3 separate regions of the Capsicum annuum genome follow, and regions 1 and 2 are each linked to region 3. The links are chromatin contacts, called in public Hi-C maps. All regions are on one chromosome and are shown on one strand. Each heading gives the region's core, a stretch centred on a gene start, on an enhancer-like site or on the middle of the called end of the contact. The rest is flanking DNA. Distances are from core to core; before and after follow the strand shown.

Region 1 (3,262 bases), core at 406-2,905, 140 kb before region 3:
TGCACAGCACATAAGTGACAATCACAATCAACCGCTCCCGATAACATTACCCAAATGACAGTCCGTAAAAAGAAAACAATTTTGTAGTTCACTGCCTGAGAATCTACAACAACAACAACATATCCAGTGCATTCCCACATAGTGGGGTCTAGGGAGGGTAGAGTGTACGTAAACCATACCACTACCTCAGGTGAAGTAGAGAGGCTGTTTCCGATAGATCACCGGCTTAGGACCGATAACAGTATAACAAACAGAAAACATAAATGCATATAAATTAGTACAGTATGCAAAATAAACTAACACCCCTAGCTGATACAGAAAACACTACAGCCACAAGATAATACTAAAAATTATCTATCCGAAATCATACACATCACTCAAACACCACCGAACAAGAAACTCCAGACACAAACAAAAGAACGCTCCCCTACTGTTACCGACGCACTCTTACCCCTTAACCCTCTACACAAACACAAAATACAGGGTCCTATCCTAAGCTATGAAATGTGGATAGATACAACGAGTTAAGATAAAAAGAAATACTGTAAACTTACATTGGCAAGTGCTTGTCCTCAGCGAGAATAGCATTGTTCGGCTTGATATCGTACCTAAGGTATAAAAGAAAAAAAGAAAAACATATCATTCAAATAAGACTATGATTTTGTATCCAAATCCAGGTAAAAGTAATGATTATACGAACTATTATACAACTTCACTCGAAAACTGAAAACTAAACAATGGACAATACTCCCTCATTAATATAATTTCTCGGTTATGTAAAATTCTCTTTACTCCCACCGTCCCAAATTTCCTAATTTGATTTGCTATTTTACTTGTCTTTTTTCATTAATCAAGAAGAGATAATTTGTTTTCTCATATTTTATCCTTTGCATTAATTATTTTTTCTTCAAATTAAAATGTAAATATCATAGGAGCACTATGATAAACTAACCAAGTGATTAATAATGTAAATATCATAGGAGCACTATGATAAACTAACCAAGTGATTAATTATTTTTCTTACTCAATGTGCCATCTCAATTTGGGATGGTAATTTGAGAGGAGTATTTAAAAAGAAAAATTGGAAGAACATCATTAATATCTTTTTAATTATCTAAAGTACCACTTTGAAACAAAATAAAACGATTAAAACACCACTTATTTTGGAACGGAGAAAGCATATCAGGAATACGAAGATTGAAAATCGAAATATAACAATAAGTGTAAAGTATATAAATAAATATCTAGGATCATGATCTGTGAAATCAAACTAATAAAACACAAAATTAAACGTTTTTAATTAGCTAAAAATGTGCGGAAAAAAATGTGATGGAATTAATGGAAATGTGTGCAAGCTGATCCGGACACTGTGATTATAATAAAAAATATGATAACTTACTTGTTTAGGAAATCTTGATCGACAACAGCAGAGATATCGAGCAATGGATTACCCATACCCAAAAGAATTCCCTCATACTCCATTTTTGATGTTTTATTTTTTTTATTAGTTATGGAGTTTGTTGCAGATCTTGAAGCTATATAGAAACACCGTTGGTGTTGGTGAATGGTGGGTAAGTGATGGTGACACCTTCTCTTATTGTTTAACTTTAATTAATTAACCAGTGAATGTATTATAACTAGAGGAGTATGAACGTGTCAGCACGGACCTAACGTTAAGATATTTTTATTATATATAGTAAGTTAAATTGATATTAGTTTGAATTATGAATAGATAAAATATATTAACTGCTTAGTAATATTTTTCAAGGAGTCAAGTCTTACAAGATAGTTATGTATAACTTACTCATATAAATAATAAAATTCGATGTATATAGAAGTCTATATATTTTATTATATGATTAAGATTTGCTACATTAAGTAGAAAATATGTTGTATAAAATAGAGAATAATTGTTGAAAAAAATAAAGGGTTATCTAGTCATTACATATTACATCACTTGCAGTTAATAATCCGCACTGTATTCACTAAATTAATATTTTAAATTTAAATTTTAAGTGTTTCAAAAATTATATAGAACTATCTTTCATATTAATTTAAATTATTTGACTTTAAGAACAGAATAAAACATACTTATGTAGATATTTTATTGAACTTTGTTTTTGTATATTCTCCTTCCTTTCAAATGTGAAGTCGTTTGTTAGAGTGTATAAAAATAATGTTGATAGAATGTATTAATAATATTTGCATTAATAATATTTGTATTAATAATATTGGTATTATTTATGCTTACATTATTTCTTATATACTGTTTGATGTACTATATTAGAACTTGCATTTTCAATTTTGATATATTTAAACAAAAATTTTAAAAAAAGATGGATTGCATATATATCCTAAGATTCATCCGGGATCGAGAGTCAATCAAATATTTATATCGTTTAAATTTTTAAGTTATTAATTATTGTGATTTATAGTATTTTTTAAAAATATATAATATATCAAATTATTTTTAGATATTTTAAGTTTTTAATTGTTGTAATTTATAATATTTTTTATGTAATTTTTTAAAAATATATGCTATTTTCCTTGTCTAAAGTTTTATGTCATTAATAGTCAATTATATTTTTTTAAATAATTTAATTTTTAATTAGTGTGTAAAACTTTTTTTACTCCAATTTAAGTGACATGATACTTAGATGACCATAATAATTAATTAGAGGTGATATAGTAAAATTACGATTGAATATATTAGGAAAAAATTAAATTAGGTGAAGTTGTAGTAACAAATAAGAAAGAAAGTAAATTATATATTTGATATGAAATTAAATAAAGAATAAAATTTATTTAATTGCATCAATTATAATTAATTTTTACAATAAATTATCATCCTACTAATAAATTTACTTAAATATATTTGAAACAATTTTATACATAAAAAAGATAAATAAGATTGAAAAATAAATGGAAGATAGAAGGCCTACATATGTACAAAGATATGCAAGGCAGTGTGTGGTGGTATTATGGTAAATTTTGTACATTGCATTGCTTGTAATTAAAGAGAAAAATATGGACTTTTATTCGAACTTTTGATGAGGTTCCAAAATCAAAGCACAAAAAATAATTGAATTGAGCTTATAATTTATTGTGATGACTTTAATACCCTTAAGTATGAATTTAAAGACAAAAAGCTACCATGTTGAAACCACATTTTCTATAATATAGAAAAATTAGAGGAGCATGACCCATATAAGCACGGGCCCAACATTAAGATATTTATTTGTCTTTTCAATCTTGATATATT
Region 2 (3,031 bases), core at 287-2,786, 240 kb after region 3:
ACTTTATTCATCTTTCATCTCTTTTCTTCTCATTTTCCAACCTTTACTTCTTATGATTAAATATAATTACTCGTATTTTTTTTTCTTCATTAACATATAATTATCTTATTATTCTAGTATTTGAATTAAAGTAGAATTTTGTTATTGAATGAGATTATAGACTTATAGTTTTCCTTCTTTTGAATTATATTTACTTCTAGAAATTTTATATAAGAGTATTATGCTTTTTTCTTGGATTTTGAATTTATGTTATGTTTTATGTTTTGATTTATTTGTTTTAGTAATATAGACTTGTTATTTCATATTGCATGTTATGGCAAACTGTCTAATTATATATAATTTCAATTCTGTTGTAGCTTTTCAAATATGTTCTTAACTATTTTTAGCTTCACCTTATATTGGAAAGATGTGCATAGTTCACTGACAATATTGTCTTAAAAGAAACAAAAATTACTTTAGTGGGATATTTACATAAGTTTCACGAAGTTTGTGTTAAGTCCAGACTCAAATTGTCAAAATCCAAGAAAAAAGCATAACACTCTTATATAAAATTTCAAGAAGTAATATAATTCAAAAGAAAGAAAATTATAAGTTTATAATCTCATTCAATAACGAAATTCTACTTTAATTCTAACACTAGAATAATAAGGTAATTATATGTTAATGAAGAAAATAAAAAAAATATGAGTAATTATATTTAATCATAAGAAGTAAAGGTTGGAAATGAGAAGAAAAGAGATAAAGATGAATAATGCAAATCAAATTTAAAAAAAAAATTAAAATACAAAAATATAAATAAAATGTAACCTTGTAATTACATCACGTAATTGCACCCAATTCTCAATCCCTAATTGAGAATAAAGTTGTGTAATTATATCTAATTTCAATTCGTTTGTGGTTTTCCAAACACATCCTTAAATATTTTTTAGTTTAACCTTTTATTGAAAAGATGTGTATAGTTCAATGATAGTATTGTCCTAAAAAAAAATAATAGTTACTTTAGTGGGATATTTACATAAGTTCAATGACAATTTAGGGAATTAACTCTTTGTTTCGTAACAATCATTTTAACGATGATGCCGTTCGAGAACCAACTTGTCCTCAATCAGATGATAAGTCATAGTTCCAACTAAGATATTAACTGTCGCATTGCATTTGAAGTTAGAATGAGTCTGTTGTAAAATAATTATAAACTTCATAGAGTGATGAGCTGAAAATCATCATTTTGCCCTTTGCTAGGTGTACTAGATATCACATGACATTGTTTGGAGGCTTAAGTTGACAGTAGTTAATAAGCATTTTTTTTCTGTTGTCTTGTTATACTGTTATCCTGATTGTGGCTAAAGTCCACAACAAACATTGAACATATTTGAAACTGAGTACTAATCTCAAGATTTGCAATAAAAGAATGAGAAAATGTGACCTGCAATGTTCAAAAGCTCACTGGTGCACTATTTCTAGCTGATAAGTTACAGACGATCTGCAAGAAAAAGCGACCTGTCAACCAGCGCAACAACCAATCAAAAGAGGAATAAAGGGTGCAAAAAATAAATTAAACTACAAAGGCCGATTCATCAAAGAGCAAAGATGTGATTCTCAGTAAAGAGCAATATTGTTGAGAGTTCATGTACATGGCCAAGTCTAGAAAAGGGCCACACAATGAACTTTCACCACCTGACCATGCCAAAGACAATCAACATCTGGGATTCTCTGTTTCTTGGCATCATGTTGCAAGAAACAATCATATCAGATTCTTGTGGGACCAGTTATAAAAAATGTCACAATTTATCGTACTCATGACATTTAATTAGTAGAACAAATGCCCTTTTCTATGTTAATTAATTAGAGAGAAACAAATTAAGAGAGATAGATGTATCGTTCTTTACTGAAGAACATATTTGTTGCGGAGACAAATCATGTATCACCTATTTGCCCTAAGCCTAGAAAACTTGGATCCAATATTCTTCCTGAATTCCTCGAATCCCTAAATTCCAATGATAACAGGTACTACTTTTAAATCTTTAACTCTCAATTTTCACACTTTTATATATTTTTATCAAATGAGATGTCTTGAGAAATAACATTTGGAAATTTCACTTGATCAGCTAGAAGAATTTCGATGGAAGAAGTGGGATTCTCAACATTGTTGCTGAAAAGGTTGGTTATCTAAAGAGTTTAAATCTTGTATGTGCCTCTACGACAGTGGTGAAACTAAAAATTTCGTCAAGAATATTCAAGATTTAATTAATATGTATATATACAAAGTAGATTGTGATCTATAAATGTGATATGATTCCACTATATAAAGTATAATCTTTTTATGAGCCGTACTTCAACTGACGCCCCTTTAGAATACCTAGCTCCTTCACTAGCTTATGGTAAACACTACAAAGCATACCAGACTCGTCACATCCCATTATCATCTGACAGAGATAATTTCGAAACATTAAAACAGGATTAATTACTGGAACACATTTTCACTATCAAAATATAAAAGAACGAAAGCTAAATGACCTAATTCATATCAATCTCCAGTGAGCCCATAGATCACACAAAATGTGTTAGAAGATATTTCTTTCTTAGGCAAATAAATCTCAGCAAACAATAGATCACGTGTTCTAGCTTATCACAGATATAAAACACAATACGCTGTTAAAACTCATGTTGCACGAGAAATCTAACAGAATTGGTATCAACAAGCCAAAATAGAACCATTCATCCATTATAAAATCATTTGACAAATTATCAGAGATTATCTTAAAGAGGCAATAAAAATAGGATTTGACAGTTTTATGCATGATATATGAGACAACAACTTCTCATTGCTATATTTTTCAGAAAGAAAAAGGAGAGAACATCGAGGACCAGTTAAACAACGACGACTAAAGCACCCAAGAGTATATATCATTTCCAAGTGAGCTTTGTGGTGAACACATCAAACTAACAATGAGATAGAAGATAAACGACAAAGTAAATAAACTACAAGAGCATTTTAGATCACCACCTATTTATTGAAAAGAAATGCAGTTTA
Region 3 (3,207 bases), core at 699-3,198:
TGAGCATCACCAAAAATATATGAAAGAATGAACTATTTACATGTGCCCACATGTCTCTCAAATCATCTCTCCAGCTCAGCCAACAAAATTACACCTCACACACTTTTCCCTTTATTTTTTATTTTTTAAGTGCATCTGAACTATTTTATTTATTATATAGATACTGATGCTCACCAAAATCTAGACAATTTACAAAGTCACCTAATGTTTTTTATTACAAAAATTTAATTCTAGTCTCAAATAATTTTGGTTTCCATTTCTTGACCACCAAATAACAGTTTTGATGGTACCACTTATTCGTTGCCATACATAAGTCCAGCTATTTTCTTATACCTACATTAAATACTTTTTCCTAAAAAATATATACGCAGCTATTTCTTCGTTTCAAATTATTCATCCCAAATTTTTTAATTTTATTTTCCATTTACTTATCTTTTTTTCGTTAATCAAAAAGAGACAAAAAAAATTTCATATTTTACCCTTTGCATTAATTATTTTTTCTTCAAATTAAAATTTAAATATCATTTAATAGGGGTACTATAATAAACTAGGTATGTTATTAATTATTTTTTTAATCACTGTGTCATCTCAATTTGAATGGGTAATTTGGGACGGAAATATTATTTCTTAAAGACAAAACTTTTAGCAAAAACCTCAGTGAATTATTCATCCTTTTTTCCTACTGTTCAGAAACTAGGCCAAGCTATAGATTCCTACTCACAAAATTCATAGAAACAGGATGTCCACACAAGATAGTTTTTAAACAAACCTTATAGCTAATCTCACCAATCCTAAATAGCTAATAAAATATTTGAAATTTATGATGCTCCCTCCCTTTCAATTTATTTCTGGTACTTTCTATTTTAGTCCCGGCAAAAGAAAAAATCTTTTTCCTTTTCGATAATTTTTAAATTTTAATTTTTTTTCATGTGACATATGTAACACTGCAAAATTCAAATTCATTTTGATATATTCACTATACTTTTAATTTAAGATCAATATTTAAAAGATACGTATAATTTTTTAATCTCGAATCAAAACTAAACAATCAAATTAAAATCGATGAATTATTAAATATGCTATGATACTTATATGATTATAATACTTACACACAACAATACTCTAGAATACAAATCAAATAGGTTCACATAGGTTGAAACACACACGCAGAATATATAAATCTCATATATTAATGATCTAAAAAGCAAAGCTAAGTTAGATAGAAAATGGTTTACCTAATAAGTTCCTTTTGTAAAGCACCACCATTCTTTGTCCTCCTATGAGAAGTAGCACCAAAACCAGTAGTAACACCATAACTATCAGTCCCTTTACCCATACTTTCCATAACCCAATCACTACTAGCTTTAACACCAGCTCTTGCATCCTCAGATAACTCCACTTTCACAGTTTCAACATTACCCTTAGCAGCTATTGAAGCAACTTGTGCAACTGTCAATGTTTCACCACCAAGTTTCACTATTGGCTTCCTAAACTCTGCCACCATTTTCTTTACTTCGTCTAAATGGCTACCTTTCAATGACTCTGCTGTCATTTCCCAGTTCAATGGATCCACTTTGATGCAATACTCCATTTCTTGATGACCATTTTCAATAGCAGCAGCCATTTTTTTTCCAAGAAAATTTTAAGGGGTTGGTTTTTTGGTGAAGAAAATGAAATGGAGGTCTTTTTGGTGAAAAAATTCAAGAAAATATAAAGGGGTTGTTTTTTTGGTCAAGAAAATGTGAAGGGGGTGTTTTTTTTTTGGAGAAAAAGCTCCAAGAAAATACAAAGGAGTTGTGTTATTTAGTGAAATGGTCCAAGAAAATGTATAGGGGTTGATTATTTTTTGGTGAAATGATTCAAGAAAATGTAAAGATTGAAGAAATTGTTGGAAGAGAGAGTAATGTATGTAATTAAATGTGAGGATGGGTAGAGAGATCCTGATTATTGAAGATGTAAGTTGATGTATAAATAAGACGGGGGAATGGGTACAATTTTTGGTAGGTGAGTTGATAAGGGGTCCATTTAAAATGATGTAATTAATATGGACCGTTTGATGGAATATGTGAGAAAATTTTCTTGGTAGGTGGATATAGAGAAAGATTAATATGGACCGTTTGATGGAAAGTGGAATGTGCGGTTTAGATATGAGGACAACGGGGGCAAAAGATGATGCATGACTTTCGAAAGGTCTTTTTAACAAGGGTTGGTGCCTGGTGGATTTTTGGAGAAAGGTTTGGTGCTTTTGGGTTGTTGAGATGCTAATTAAACGTTCGACAATAGATTTAAAATTCATCCAAAAATATTTGTTTGGTTATAAATTAATTAAATTTTCATATATTTTAAATTTAATTATAAAAATTTATATTCAAATATTTATTTAGTCATAAAATTAATTAAATTTTCATAGATTTTGAATTTGATTATGATAAATTATCTTCAAATATTTGCTTGGTCATAAAATTAATTATATTTTTCATAGATATTAATTTGATTATGAAAATTTATTCTCAAATATTTTTTGGTCATAAATTTAATTAGATTTTCATATTTTGAATTTAATTATGAAAATTTATCTTCAAATAGTTATTTGGTCGTAAATTTAATTAGATTTTCATAAAGTTTGAATTAAATTATTAAATTCATCTTCAAATATTTGTTTGGTCATAAAATTAATTACATTTTCAAAATCTAATTTTACCAAATTTTAAATATTTACATTTCTAAAAACAAACTTGGGATAACCGGTGGAGCTATCTCCAGGTGATCAGGAGGTCACGAATTCAAGTTGTGTTAACAACCTCTTGGAGAATCACCTTACCTTGTGGTCTGGCCCGAGCTTTGGTGGATCAGCTGGCTAAATATTTTCAAGTTCTCAAAAACTGACTTCATTTCTGGACTTTCACTTATAAAACTTTCAATTTTCTTTGAGTAAAGTACATGTATAAAGACCATTTTAAATTCCAAAATTCACAACTTTAAAAACTCAAACTAGCTCTGATTTGGATGTAAATTTTAAAATTGAAACTAAAAATATGGGAGAGAAAAATGAGTAATGGATGATATTAGTAAAAATTTGGCTCTTTTCAATCAAAAAAATAAAAGGGCTTTTTCAAAAGTTGGTGGTTGGTAAAATATATAGTATAACTTATTCATACCAAATTACTATACATTCAAAGGCATGTCGTTTAGAAATAATATACGTAA

Evidence for each region. A called contact is a pair of places that touch in the nucleus more often than the background predicts.
Region 1: a contact with region 3 is called in a Hi-C map of leaf, with 3 times the contacts expected there. The contact joins the promoter of LOC107854296 here to the promoter of LOC107854291 in region 3. A contact is called at or near these places in 2 of 5 Hi-C or Micro-C datasets (leaf and placenta).
Region 2: a contact with region 3 is called in a Hi-C map of leaf, with 1.9 times the contacts expected there. The contact joins the enhancer-like site here to the promoter of LOC107854291 in region 3. A contact is called at or near these places in 2 of 5 Hi-C or Micro-C datasets (leaf and pericarp).

What each region holds. Positions count from the first base shown.
Region 1 is chr10:185,459,005-185,462,266 of UCD10Xv1.1, reverse strand. It overlaps LOC107854296 (adenosine kinase 2), which reads right to left and starts at 1,655. Exons shown (of 12, transcript XM_016699304.2): 1 at 1,400-1,655; 2 at 555-608. The coding sequence starts at 1,482.
Region 2 is chr10:185,081,771-185,084,801 of UCD10Xv1.1, reverse strand. No RefSeq gene overlaps it. Among protein-coding and RNA genes, the nearest start is that of LOC107843343, 160 kb to the right of the region's middle. Within about 2 kb of position 1,536, at least 2 of the 5 cell types and tissues checked have an H3K27ac peak or open chromatin away from gene starts, as enhancers often do. A contact at or near this core is called in leaf, where this site is marked.
Region 3 is chr10:185,317,558-185,320,764 of UCD10Xv1.1, reverse strand. It overlaps LOC107854291 (phenylalanine ammonia-lyase), which reads right to left and starts at 1,948. Exons shown (of 2, transcript XM_016699298.2): 1 at 1,236-1,948. The coding sequence starts at 1,624.